2 separate regions of the Mus musculus genome follow, and region 1 is linked to region 2. Evidence: chromatin contacts called from public ChIA-PET data. All regions are on one chromosome and are shown on one strand. The core of a region is the stretch at or near the end of the contact, and the rest is flanking DNA. Distances in the headings are between cores, read along the strand shown.

The links. ChIA-PET counts read pairs in DNA pulled down with a chosen protein or histone mark.
Region 1: a contact with region 2 is called in an RNA polymerase II ChIA-PET map of memory CD8 T cells, with 12 read pairs. The contact joins the promoter of Phlda1 here to the promoter of Csrp2 in region 2. A contact is called at or near these places in 1 of 39 promoter capture datasets (pre-B cells) and 1 of 115 datasets of contacts at active chromatin or transcription factors (memory CD8 T cells).

Annotation. Positions count from the first base shown.
Region 1 is chr10:111,503,038-111,508,502 of GRCm38.p6, reverse strand. It overlaps Phlda1 (pleckstrin homology like domain, family A, member 1), which reads right to left and starts at 2,217. Exons shown (of 2, transcript NM_009344.3): 1 at 855-2,217; 2 at 1-443. The coding sequence starts at 2,098. The coding sequence ends at 881.
Region 2 is chr10:110,917,645-110,923,620 of GRCm38.p6, reverse strand. It overlaps Csrp2 (cysteine and glycine-rich protein 2), which reads right to left and starts at 3,445. Exons shown (of 6, transcript NM_007792.4): 1 at 3,367-3,445.

The DNA of each region.
Region 1 (5,465 bases), core at 968-3,467, 590 kb before region 2:
ATCAGGGCTTACTAAGAAATCTGTTTCTGAAAATAAAGTTTCTTTTTTTTTTTTCTTTTTTTCTTTTTCTTTTTGGCGAGGAGGGGGAGGAGGTGGCCTACATTCAGAAATGTCTTAGATTAGGCATAAAAAAACTAATAAATAATCATAATCCAAAATAACATTAAAATAAAATTACAGTACATAAATTGTTCCTACAAAGGTCCATTACGTTAGGTGATCCTTCCAAAGGTCCATAAATAAAGTCATCTCGACGCAAAATCTGCTTCCTGCAACTGTGATGAACATTATGCAGAAAACTACGAGGGAACTGCAAGCGCGCGTTATCCGTCGGGTGAAGTCCAAACTACTTGATCAGGCGCGGGGTGGGGAGACTCTGTTGGTTTTGATCCAAGTGAACTGAATAGCAATGCACTCTTCCCACTTTCCGAAGTCCTCAAAACCTGGAAAGAAAGGACACGGAATGAAATGAGTGACTCAGGAGTCAAGACCCTGTTCCCTCCCGGCCAGTACAAAGGACCGAGTGCCCAGAAGGACACCAAGGTCTTTACGTTGGTGCGGAGGCACACAATAAAGCAGCCCAAAGGAGGATGGCACTGAACAAGAGTGATCACCACGGTGGTGGGTAGGTGGTCCCCGTGCCCTGCTCCCTGGCGGAATTCCTCCGGCTCTTCTCTCCCCGCCCTGCCTCTACAAGCTCCGGCTTGCCCATCTTCTTTCCACCTCTCCAGAAACTTGAAACGATTTTTTTTTTTAAACTTTGCTTCGGGAGCGAAATCGGTCAACAAGCTTCCTACTCTTCCCAACAGCCATGCTGGCACGTTTCTAGGTGTCCCAGGTTGCCAGGACCTTACCTTGAGTGGCCCGGGTGCCGCCCTCTTCAGGCAGAGTTGGAGGTGCTGCGGAGAAGCCGGTGACCCTGCGGCTGCGAGTGAAGAGGCTGGTGCGCGTGCTGGAGTTGGTACGGGTGAGGGTGAGGGTGAGGGTGCGGGTGCGGGTGCGGGTGTGGGTGCTGGTGCGGGTGAGAGTAAGGATGAGGATGCGGATGCGGGTAGGAGTGGAGCTGTTGGGGTTGGGGTTGGGGCTGAGGTTGGGGCTGAGGTTGGGGCTGGGGTTGGGGTTGAGGCTGGATCTGCGGCTGGGGCTGGGGTTGGATCTGCGGCTGGGGCTGGGGTTGGATCTGCTGCGTCTGCGGAGGCTGCTGCTGGACCAGGTGCTGCTGCTTCTGCCTGGTAGACTTGACCGCCAGTATGGCCTGGCGATTTTTGTACTGCACCATCTGCAACGTGATCTCGGCGTTCCAGCCCTGGTCCTGGGGGCACCGAAAGTCGATCTCTTTGCCCTCCGTCATCACCACAGTGAAGTACATGTACTTGCCCTTGCGCTCCACGCAGTCTACAGTCTTCATATTGGAAAAGTGCAATTCCTTCAGCTTGACTGGTGGCTCAAGGCTGGCGACGGTGGGGCCACTAGGTTGGGACGGTTCGGCCGTCCCCTGCCCGGGCTGTTGCTGCTGCTGCTGCTGTTGTAGCTGCTTGGGCGGTATGAGCAGTAGCCCTTCCTCGGTGAGGATGCAGCACTTTTTCTTCCAGAGCTGCAGCAGCCCGTCGCTTCGCTTTTCCAGCACTCCTTCCTTCAGCGCCTTGCAGCCGCTGTTCTCCAGCATCCTTCCGGCATAAGGGGTGCTGCTGCTCCGCTCGGCCTTCAGGCTTCCAGACGCTCCGGCTGGGGGTAGCAGTAGCAGCCCTGCGCCGTCCTCGCCCCAGCGGCTTCCGCGGCCGCCCGCCCGGAGCGCGCAGAGAAGGCTGACTCGCAGGAGACAGAGCGGTGGCGGCGGCGGCGGTGGCTCGGGGTCCCGGCAGAGGGACAGGCGCGTCCTGACTCGCCACAAGATCCCGGAGCCGTGAGCGGGCTGCTCTCTGCCGTCCTCCGGCGAGCGCTCACTGAAGGGCACTGGCCGGGGCCCCTCGCGGCGCTTTTCAATGGGCCACCCTCCCCACCCCCGAGTGACACCCAGCGGAAAAGGCGGCTCCTGGCGCCCGCGCCGCGGGGGAAAACCCAGCTCCGAGAGGCGCTCGGCAGCCGGCGTACGCCTCATTAACTTGGGGCCTTCCCAGAGCCCGCCGCGGACACGCCCCCCGCCGCCGGCTCCGCCCCAGCCCCGCCGCCGGCTCCGCCCCCGCCCCGCCCCACCGCCCACGGCCGCCCGCGCCGCCTGGAAGCAGGTTCTGGAAACTCCTGGAGGCTCCACGCGGTCGCTGAGGTCGCCGCGGCTGCCGGGCGGCGACTGCCGACGCCCAGAGGGCGCCGAAAAACCATCCCCCCACGGACCGGCCCTTCCTTAGCAGGTGGGCTCTCCGCTGCGGGGGTGGGTAGCAGATCCAGGCAGGCCTGGGGAGCCACCCCTGGGGTCAACGCGGAGCCGACTCCAGACAAGGGCATAAAACTTAGGGGACGAAGTTCCATAGCGGGCATTACCCCCCCCCCCCCCATAGCTATGTAAACATCTCAGGGAACAAAACCCAAGAGTGCTTCGAGCTTTTTTGTTGTTGGTGTTGTTCAGCCATTAAATAAATAGTTGTTCCTGGGGGCAATTAGCTAAGGCAAAACAATAAAGCTACCAGTTTGTAGTGACAGGGAAATAAGGGTGGACTCACTCCAGGTATACATTCTTGACTTCCTTTCCTGCCACAGAACACAGGCAAAATAGCCAGACTCACCAAGCGGTTTTTGTTTTTGTGAGTGTATGTTTTGCTTGTGTGTGTGTAGTACGTATTGTATGAGAACGCAGGTCAGAAATCAGCAGATCCCTAGAACAGGTTCTGGGAATTGAACCTCTGCGAGGAGTGCCATCTCTCTAGGCCCTCGGGTTTCCTTCTAGATCAGACCTTGCAGTCCACAGCAGTAGCAGGGTAGGCAGATGTCCAGCATTGGGAGGTCATACACACAAGCCTTGGCGAATGTCCTACAAACACCTGTGGGAATCTGACTCTGGAAAGTCCTAGTCTCCGTCTTGCCTTTAAACCTTTCCTGATAAGGTAGACTATAAAGCACAGATCTAGTCTCCAGTTTGGGAAAATAACCTCTAAGCCTCCTCTCACCATAAGGAGATAGGACAAAACAGGCTGTTGGTCAGACAAGGGCTGCTGCCACACCGCCAGGAAGAATCAGGAATCCAATCGAAGAGAATGTCGAGGATGAACTATTCAAAGTCTTTCGTGTGTCGTGCTATGAAACTCGAACTTAATCTGAGAGCTAACAGAAATGTCTTCTCGAAAACAGAGTTCTTGGACCTTCACCCAAGGTTCTGATCAAATGGACCAGTTCAAAAAAAACAATTCTGAGTCTTACATTTGGACTCATTTTACAGCCTTTCGTTTTTGTTCCCCATTCCCCCCCCCCCCCAAAAAAACAAATGTAAAGATTTCTAATGTGATCATGCATAAGCATTATCTTTGTGTATACCAAGAATAGACTTGTAATTCTGATTACTAACCACCTTAATTTCTTTCCCCCACCTCTGTAGAACAGGTCAGCACTCCAGAGTTCCTATACTACCAGCTGTCTTTTTTCAGCAGAACAGCATTCTCTTGTTATCTGGAAAGTGCATTTATAGTATCCAGAGTCCCTAAAGCCAGGTAGAGGTTTGTAGCCAACACAGAGAGGCATAGTTGAGAAAGGTATCCCATTTGGAAAAGCACTGAACTGTGAACTGTAGCCCAGTTTACCAGGCACTATTTTTCCTAAAACAGTTGCAAATGCCCAGTCATCATAGATTTCCAACGTGTTCACTTCATTCTGACTAAAGACTTTAAAATTCCCTGATTCCCTCTGGCTGTTTCACAATTAGTATTTCTGTGGTAAGCTATGTGTACATTGACCACAATAAGTTCCATTATTGGAAATTTAAGTTTCAGAATTTTGTAGCCTGAAACTCTGCTCTGTTTATTTCAACTGCCACCTCACTTAACTGGCTAGAGAGACTTTTTCCTAAAGAAAACAAACAAACAAACAAAATCCTCAAAAGATAAATCGTCAGAAAATGCAGGAAACATTAAAAATGTTTTCCTTTACATAATTAATGGTTCATTCAACTTGTTTTTAAGGTGTTCTGTTTTCCACCTTCCTGGCATAGCCAAGTACTTATTGCCAAAGAGTGAAGCAGATTCCCCAAGCTAGATACTCAGTAGCTCTTATAAACGCCTGATACTCAGTAGCTCTTATAAACGCGCCTTTGACTTTAAGAACTGATCACGGAAAATGGGATATTTTACTTAAAAGGACCCTGAAAAGAAAACTCTAGTTACCATGTAACTAGGAATCAGTAAACATACAAAAGGTCTTCTGGGATGAACTGGTTTAGACACTAGAGCTCCAAGCCTTAGGACCCAATTTCATGAAAATGTCTACTCAGGACACACCCACTGAGGACTCTAAATACACCACCTACATGGCAAGCAGAGAACGAATGCATTCATCACCAGCACCCTGCACTCTGATGGACAAGGGGCCTAGACAGCTCAGAGGGCGGGAGGGAGGGAAGCAAGGTCGGGTGTGGGCAACAGACCAGCTCCGTGCACAAGCTGTGTTCTGCCGTAATCCCAGACCTCGCTTCCCAGTTTCCTGTGTCATCAAGGTTTTTTTTTTTTTTTAACTACTTCAACACATGGGTCATAAAGATTGCAAATGCGTTGAGAACACGTGCCTTTCACCATTCTTTCCTCTCAGTACCTAGCCAGCAAACCCTATCTGCACTTGGTGTATCTTTAAAACGTACTACAGCACGCACTAAACTTGACTCATATTATTCCCTAATTACCATATACATTGAATCCCATGGGGCTTGGAGTTTTTTAGCAATAGTGTTAGGTATTCCTATACCAGCATCCCAATGCCTGCAAGAGTAACAAGAGTGGACAAAATGGCTCAGATGTTACAGTTGCTGGTCTTAAAGGCTATGGCATACTTGCCACCCCACTATATGCACAAAAAAAGTTAAAAAGCTACTATACAATGAAATTATCAGGTATTTTATCAGTGTTTAAAACACAAATAGTCCCACCCACATTGATAAAACCCAAGATTTCCCAACTATTTCCTAGTTTTCTTGGGGGGAACCCTCAAAAATTAATTTCTAACTTCTAAAGTCTATTAATTTTTAATAGACTTCTCAGGGCTATAGCTTTTTGCAGTACAGGCTGATGAGCTGATGCCCCCTAGTGACCAGTTTATGTAGTGCACCTGAACGCCTCAAGAGGCGTTCAAAGGAGGTAAATCTTAAATCACCTAACAGCACCTACAGTGACTGAGGTTTGCTCTCTGGCAACACCCACCCTGCCAGCGTTCTGTTTCATGGAACAAACAGTGCCCATAGCACCTTTTCTTTCCCTTTTCTTATGCTGGCCATGGGACCTAGGGCCTTGTAAATACTCATCTCTAGCCCACCTGCCCAGCTCCAAGTACTA
Region 2 (5,976 bases), core at 2,196-4,695:
CACAATGCCTTCAACGGGAGGACAGCAAAATTCTTGACATGGATGTGGGTGGTACCTGCCCGGTCACACTCTGTAATTAAACGCGGATATGCTGTAAGTTTGGTAATCTCTGGACCCAACCCATCCCAGAGCAATCAGCAATCTGTGAATGTGACCAGATACTTCAGAACTATTCACACAATTCAACATCCTCACCTTCTGCACATGGAGAACCTGGATTTAGATGCCAAGATTCCTGCGTATTTGGCAAATGATAAAGATAACATTTTATCTGCCAGTTTTCTTATTTTAAAAATGAAAGTGATGCTGATTTATATCATAAAGCTGTTCTGAGATTAAACAATATATGCAAACCACCCTTACAATAGTGTCTGTTACATAGCAGGTAGTCACAATGACAAATACTCCTGTAATATTTACCATATTCATTTACATTGTTTATTGATATAGTCTTCACAACTAAATGGTAAGTAGGCATTGCCATGATTCTCATTTTTTATGGCTGGAAAACCTGGTAAATATTAACTATGAAAACAAGAGACTTAGAACACCAATAGAGCTCACTGGCAGCCACAGAGATAGCAGTACTGTCACCTGTGGCTATGCCAAAGATTCGTAGCATTTGCTATACTAGATTCGATTCTCTCTCCATTCCTTTTGTGAAGCCACCAGGAAACCGTTCCTACAGTTAACTGTCAAGGCCCTTCGCCTTGCTGTATCCAAATCTGTCTGAACTTTTATTACTAGGCAAAAGCAATTAGTACTGTTGGCACAAGGAGCTCGTGAAAATGCAAGGACCTGGCTAAGTCTCTGCAAATGATTCACACACAGTACACTATGGCTCTCCCTCTACAGCCTACAACAATAAAATCTAACAGCCAGAAGCCGCGCCTTGCTTTCCCTAGAATGCAGAATGAGAAGCAGTCCTCTAGATCTTGATTTTCAATGCAAGAAATTCAACTCCTTCAAATCTCAGTCACACGTGCTGTCTCTTATATATTTAAAAACGTTTTGGACCAGGCACAGGTCTGTAATCCCAGCTTAGTTGGGAGACTCTGACAGGATGGTCTAAAGTTCAAGGCCAGCCTAGGAAACTGCAAAATTTTGTCTCAAAATGAAAAAAATTAAAAGGGTGGATTGTGGCTCCCTTCAGAGTCCTTGCTTAGTATTCACGAGGTCCTAGGTTCAAGCCCAGTACTATAAACAACACACAACAAGAAGCCACAGGTTTGGAGAAGAGGCCTGGGACATACAAACAGGATTCCTTCCCTAGGTGTTACCCAACCGACAGGACCCAGGAGCTGGCAAGCAAATTCCAGTCCAGGCAGTGATGGAGTCCTGAGGAAACCTCGGGAGGTCTGAGGATGGAGGGAAGGGCTGGGGGATGTTCAAGTGGAAGTCCCCTCTCTCTGGAGAGACTCCCACCAAGAACCATTTCACTCCAAGTTTCAGAAAGCGCAGGAAGTTATCTAAAACCACAAGCAACCCACCACATACATATCCCTAAGGTTGTACCTTGTACTTAGGCATTCCTTACACACACACCCTACCCAGACACACCCTTTCCCTCTCCCCCACCACCCCAGCAAGGATGCTATTAGACCTATTTCACAAGGCTGAGACCAGAGAGTGTTAACGTGTTAGGGGCACCAAACCAAGGGGTACTGACTTGGGAGTGACACTCTAGACTTGATTTCTGCCCTCCCATGTTACACCTCCTCTCCCTTAGAGGGTCCCCTATGTCCATCTCATTCATCCCTCTCATTTGTAACAGAAGGAAAATGGAAACCAAAGGCTTGAGCTCTCAAAGCTATGTATTGACAGAGTTATGCCTGGACCTAGTATCCTGTCCCCCTACTTGATACCAACATTTATGCTATCTTTTAATAAAGATACAATTTCCCTCAAGTCCAAGACTGTGCAACTTCACCAGGATGGCCCTCCAATCAGTACTGATTTTAGCATGCTCTTGAGCATATTCCATATCAGCCAAAAATTTTCAAACAAGATTGGGAGGAATCTGTTAACAATTTATGGTGTTAAAAAAAAAAAAAAAAAACACCACGTTGGCTGAAATCTGTTAATAAATATCTACTGCTCCCCACAACGGGGCCTTGTCTGTTCCCGCCTTCTTTATTCAGTTAACAAGCACCGAGGTGTGCTCCAACATATTCAAGATAACTAAGCAAACAGTGTTCCAGAGACTCATGGGATGTATACGTCTATGGCAACCTGGCTATAAAAAGTGGGGTCAAACAGCCTTGAGGAGTAATGAAGGAATTATCAGTAACAATTACAAGGCAATGGCAGAGAATAGGGTCCCAAATGTCACTTGTATGCAGTGTTGAGATTGTATGAGTCTCTCTTTTGAAATCTACCGTTTAAATCTTTCTTGAAGAATCTGGGTACAAGAATCACTTCCTTTTTGGATTCTTTGGTTTTATGTAAGTAGAGATTAAGCACGCATTGAAAAAGTCAATAATTTAACTATTTTCGCTGCCCAAGTTAAAAAATTACTACACCCAGCCCCCCCCCCGCCCCGAACTGAAAAGCATTTAATAAAGTAAAAATGTATGCGACTCAAACAAAACAGGTCAAACCAAATATTTACTCAAAAAGTAATCAGGTAAACAAATAAAGTTCAAAGTCCTGGCTTCCAAGGGGGCAGAAGTTTCAAGAGCTCTCCCCTCACCTCACCCCTTACCTCACGGATGCCTATAACTATTATCTAGCTCTGAACCCATACTGTGACTTTTAGGACCTGTTGCAGAATTTCAGAACCAAGCAATGCTGTATCCTTGTTTGTACTTTAAAGGTAGAAAGCACCAGGAAAAGCTAGGAATGTTCAACTAGAATTTCACTATGGTTCCTTCTGTGCCGGGTGGGCAGAGACCACCGAACAAAGGCGATGGCCAGGAGCTCCGTTTCGCCACAGGAGAACTGGAGCTCAGAGGGTATGGAGACGCCCACCACCCCAGAGTACCCACCCAATTCCCGAGAAGGTCGTCAGGGCTGGGCAGACACACCCTTGGGGCACTGGAGCCCCGAAGCCTCTAACCCCTCCTACCCGAAGGGGAGAATCAGCCCTGGGAGGGAGCCTGGGGCTACAAAAAGAGGCATTGGCGGCCACGAGAAACTCCCAGCTCGCCTCTCTCCCAGAGAACAGGATGGAAAATTAAAGGTCACAGGGGATGATTTACCTGCCCCAAGGACATGAGGTCCCAGGGCAGGGATGGTCTGGGGGCGACAGCAGGTGTGCTAGTGGACCCCGCATTGGGGCAGAAGTGAGAGGACGGGTGGAAGCATAGTCAGGAGCAGGGGTGGAGATGACAGGGACCGCGGGGCTGCAGGCTTCCTAGGACTCACCCGAGTGGGAGGAGGGAGCACGCGGCGGGCGGAGCTAACGAGGTCTGACCGAGGAAAGCCGCGGGCGGATCCGGAGACTGGCGGGAGCGCGTGTGCCCGCTTTTAAAGACTTATGTTGGGCGTGGCCTTGTTCGCCACGCCCATCATCGGTCATGCCCCTCGGGGTGTGCGATGGTCTCCGCCCGGCCCGCTGAGCTGGGCTCCCGCTGCGGGTTTCGAGCTCTGGCCCCGAGACAAAAGACCGGAATCCCGCCTCTTCCTGCGGCTTCCCGCGCGTCCGAGTCTCCCACCGTCTCCGGCTGCTCCTACCCGCCGGTCCCGGGACGTCCGGAGCACTCAGGATCGGCCCGGAGCCAGCGAGATCCGGTGTCGCCCCGTGGGATTCCCGCCACCCTTTACTGCACAAACGCCATATGTTAGCCTCCGGGGTGCAGGACTCCCCGGTGCAGGATAGTCTCTGGTCAGAATCCCGGCTTCTGGAATCCGCAGCTTTCCTGTCGCGAAAGAGCTGCATTCCTCATCTAGACTAAACAAATGACGTTATGAAAACACCTCATTCCCCAAGTGTTTTGCTTTCCCCCACCACTCTTTGCTGAGGGGGGAAGAAACCCACAACCCACGCAGAAACCCTGGCGCCAAAAGGCTTCGGGTTTCAGTTTGCAATTGTTTGCAGTTGTCCGAAAAGTCCAGGGATGTCTCGCCGGCGAAGACAGCAGAAAGGACCTAAAATCTGGGCTTGAGGTGACATATTATTGTTCTAGACAAAAAGCAAAATAATGTCATCTCTATCTGGTTTGTATTCTAGGACATTTGGTGATCCACTTCTCTGTCATCAGTAGTGGGTTGCCCTAAGAATTAGTATTTGAAGAGTGGTGACCTCCACGCCGCAATAGGCAGCGACCAAAACTACTCCCCTCTGTCACAAATCGATCACCCCTTTCATCCAGGCGCAACATCATGCTGTTAATAGCCTAGTTCTTTGGTGGGGGTTAGGATGACTTTAACTGATAGATGCCAGTACCCTCGCGTTGCGACAATAAAAAATTTCCCGCTTACGTTGCCAAAGGCCCTGTTAGGGGGGGTAGGAGGAGGCAGAGTTGAGGAAGGCCCCTCCGGTGACAAAGTACAGGCCTGGTTTATGCCTTTTTATGTCGTATGCTGGGCCCAATCCAAAATAAGCTCGTAATTGCAGCCAGATTCTCTGTCCACCAAGGACTGTTGAAAAACAGTGCAAGTAGTGATTGACATCTCCCCCAGATTGCGGCAGGAGTTTGAAAGCATGGGTGCCTGCTGTGAGCTTTTCTAAATACCAGCAATTCTTACATTCACGATTCCGATCTGTTTGCTTTACCTCCGCAGCTTGCTGCACTTCTTACGGGAGGGGCTTCTGGTTTGTTTTCACTGAAGGAAGCAGGGTAGTTCATGTTCCCTTTTTTTCAGCAAGCGATTGTCCTTTTTCTGCTACTCCTGAGGTCCACTAGAGTTTCTCTGAGGAAGGGGCCTAAGGACTGGACCTGTTGTTTTTCTGTCAAACTATCTGTCCCTACAGTCTAAGGTCAAAACTTATCATGTGTAGCAAAGCTATTTATGGAAGTTGTGGTGGGTTTGAACGAAGACGGCCCCATAGGCTCATAGGAAGCGGCACTATTTGAAGGTGTGGCCATTTTGAGTGGGCGTGGCCTCTTTAGAGGCAGTGTGTCATTGGGGGTGGGCTTTGAGGTTTCAGAAGCGTAAGGTCCAGTGTGTCTCTTTCTTCCTGCTGCCTGCCCACCAAGATGTAGAATTCTCAGCTGTCTCTCCAGCCTCACAGCCTGTGTGCTGCTATGTTCTCCGCCACGATGATAATGGACTAAACCTCTGAACTGTAAGCCAGCTCCAATGAACTATTTTTCTTTATAAGACTTGTGACAGGAGCTGGTGAGATAGCTCAGTGAGTAAGAGCACTGACTGCTCTTCTGAAGGTCCTGAGTTCAAATCCCAGCAACCACAATGTAGCTCACAACCATCTGTAATGAGACCTGACGCCCTCTTCTGGAGTGTCTGAAGACAGCTATAGTGTACTTACATATAATAAATAAATAAATCTTAAAAAAAAAAAAGACTTGTAACATCTTTTCACAAAAATAGAAACCCTAAGACAAAAGTAGTTCTGTTGTCTGTTCTCTGTATATATTTCAGTAAACCCGGGACTGGTGTACATTGATTTTTTTTAAATGTATTTGTATTTAACTATCAATATTTTAAAATATCATTTACTTATTTAAATGTTTAAAGTCGGAATTTCAGTTGTGAATGTGAATAAGTTCTTTTAGCTTTTAAAATAGAAATGGTAGTGAGAAAAGGTGTGACTTTTGGCTAGAACACGTGGTCTCAACACTCAGCTCCGCAGTGTGCCAGCTTGGTTCTGAAACAGCCTCGCAGGCAGTGATTCTCGACCTTCCTAACACTGCAACCCTTTAATGCAGTTCCTCATGTTGTGATGACCCCTTACCATGAAATCAGCCCCAGTGACATACTCCTTCCAACAAGGCCACACCTCCTAATCCTTCTCAAACAGTGCCATTCCTCGTGACTGGACACTCAAACATAGGAGCTCATGGAGGCCATTCT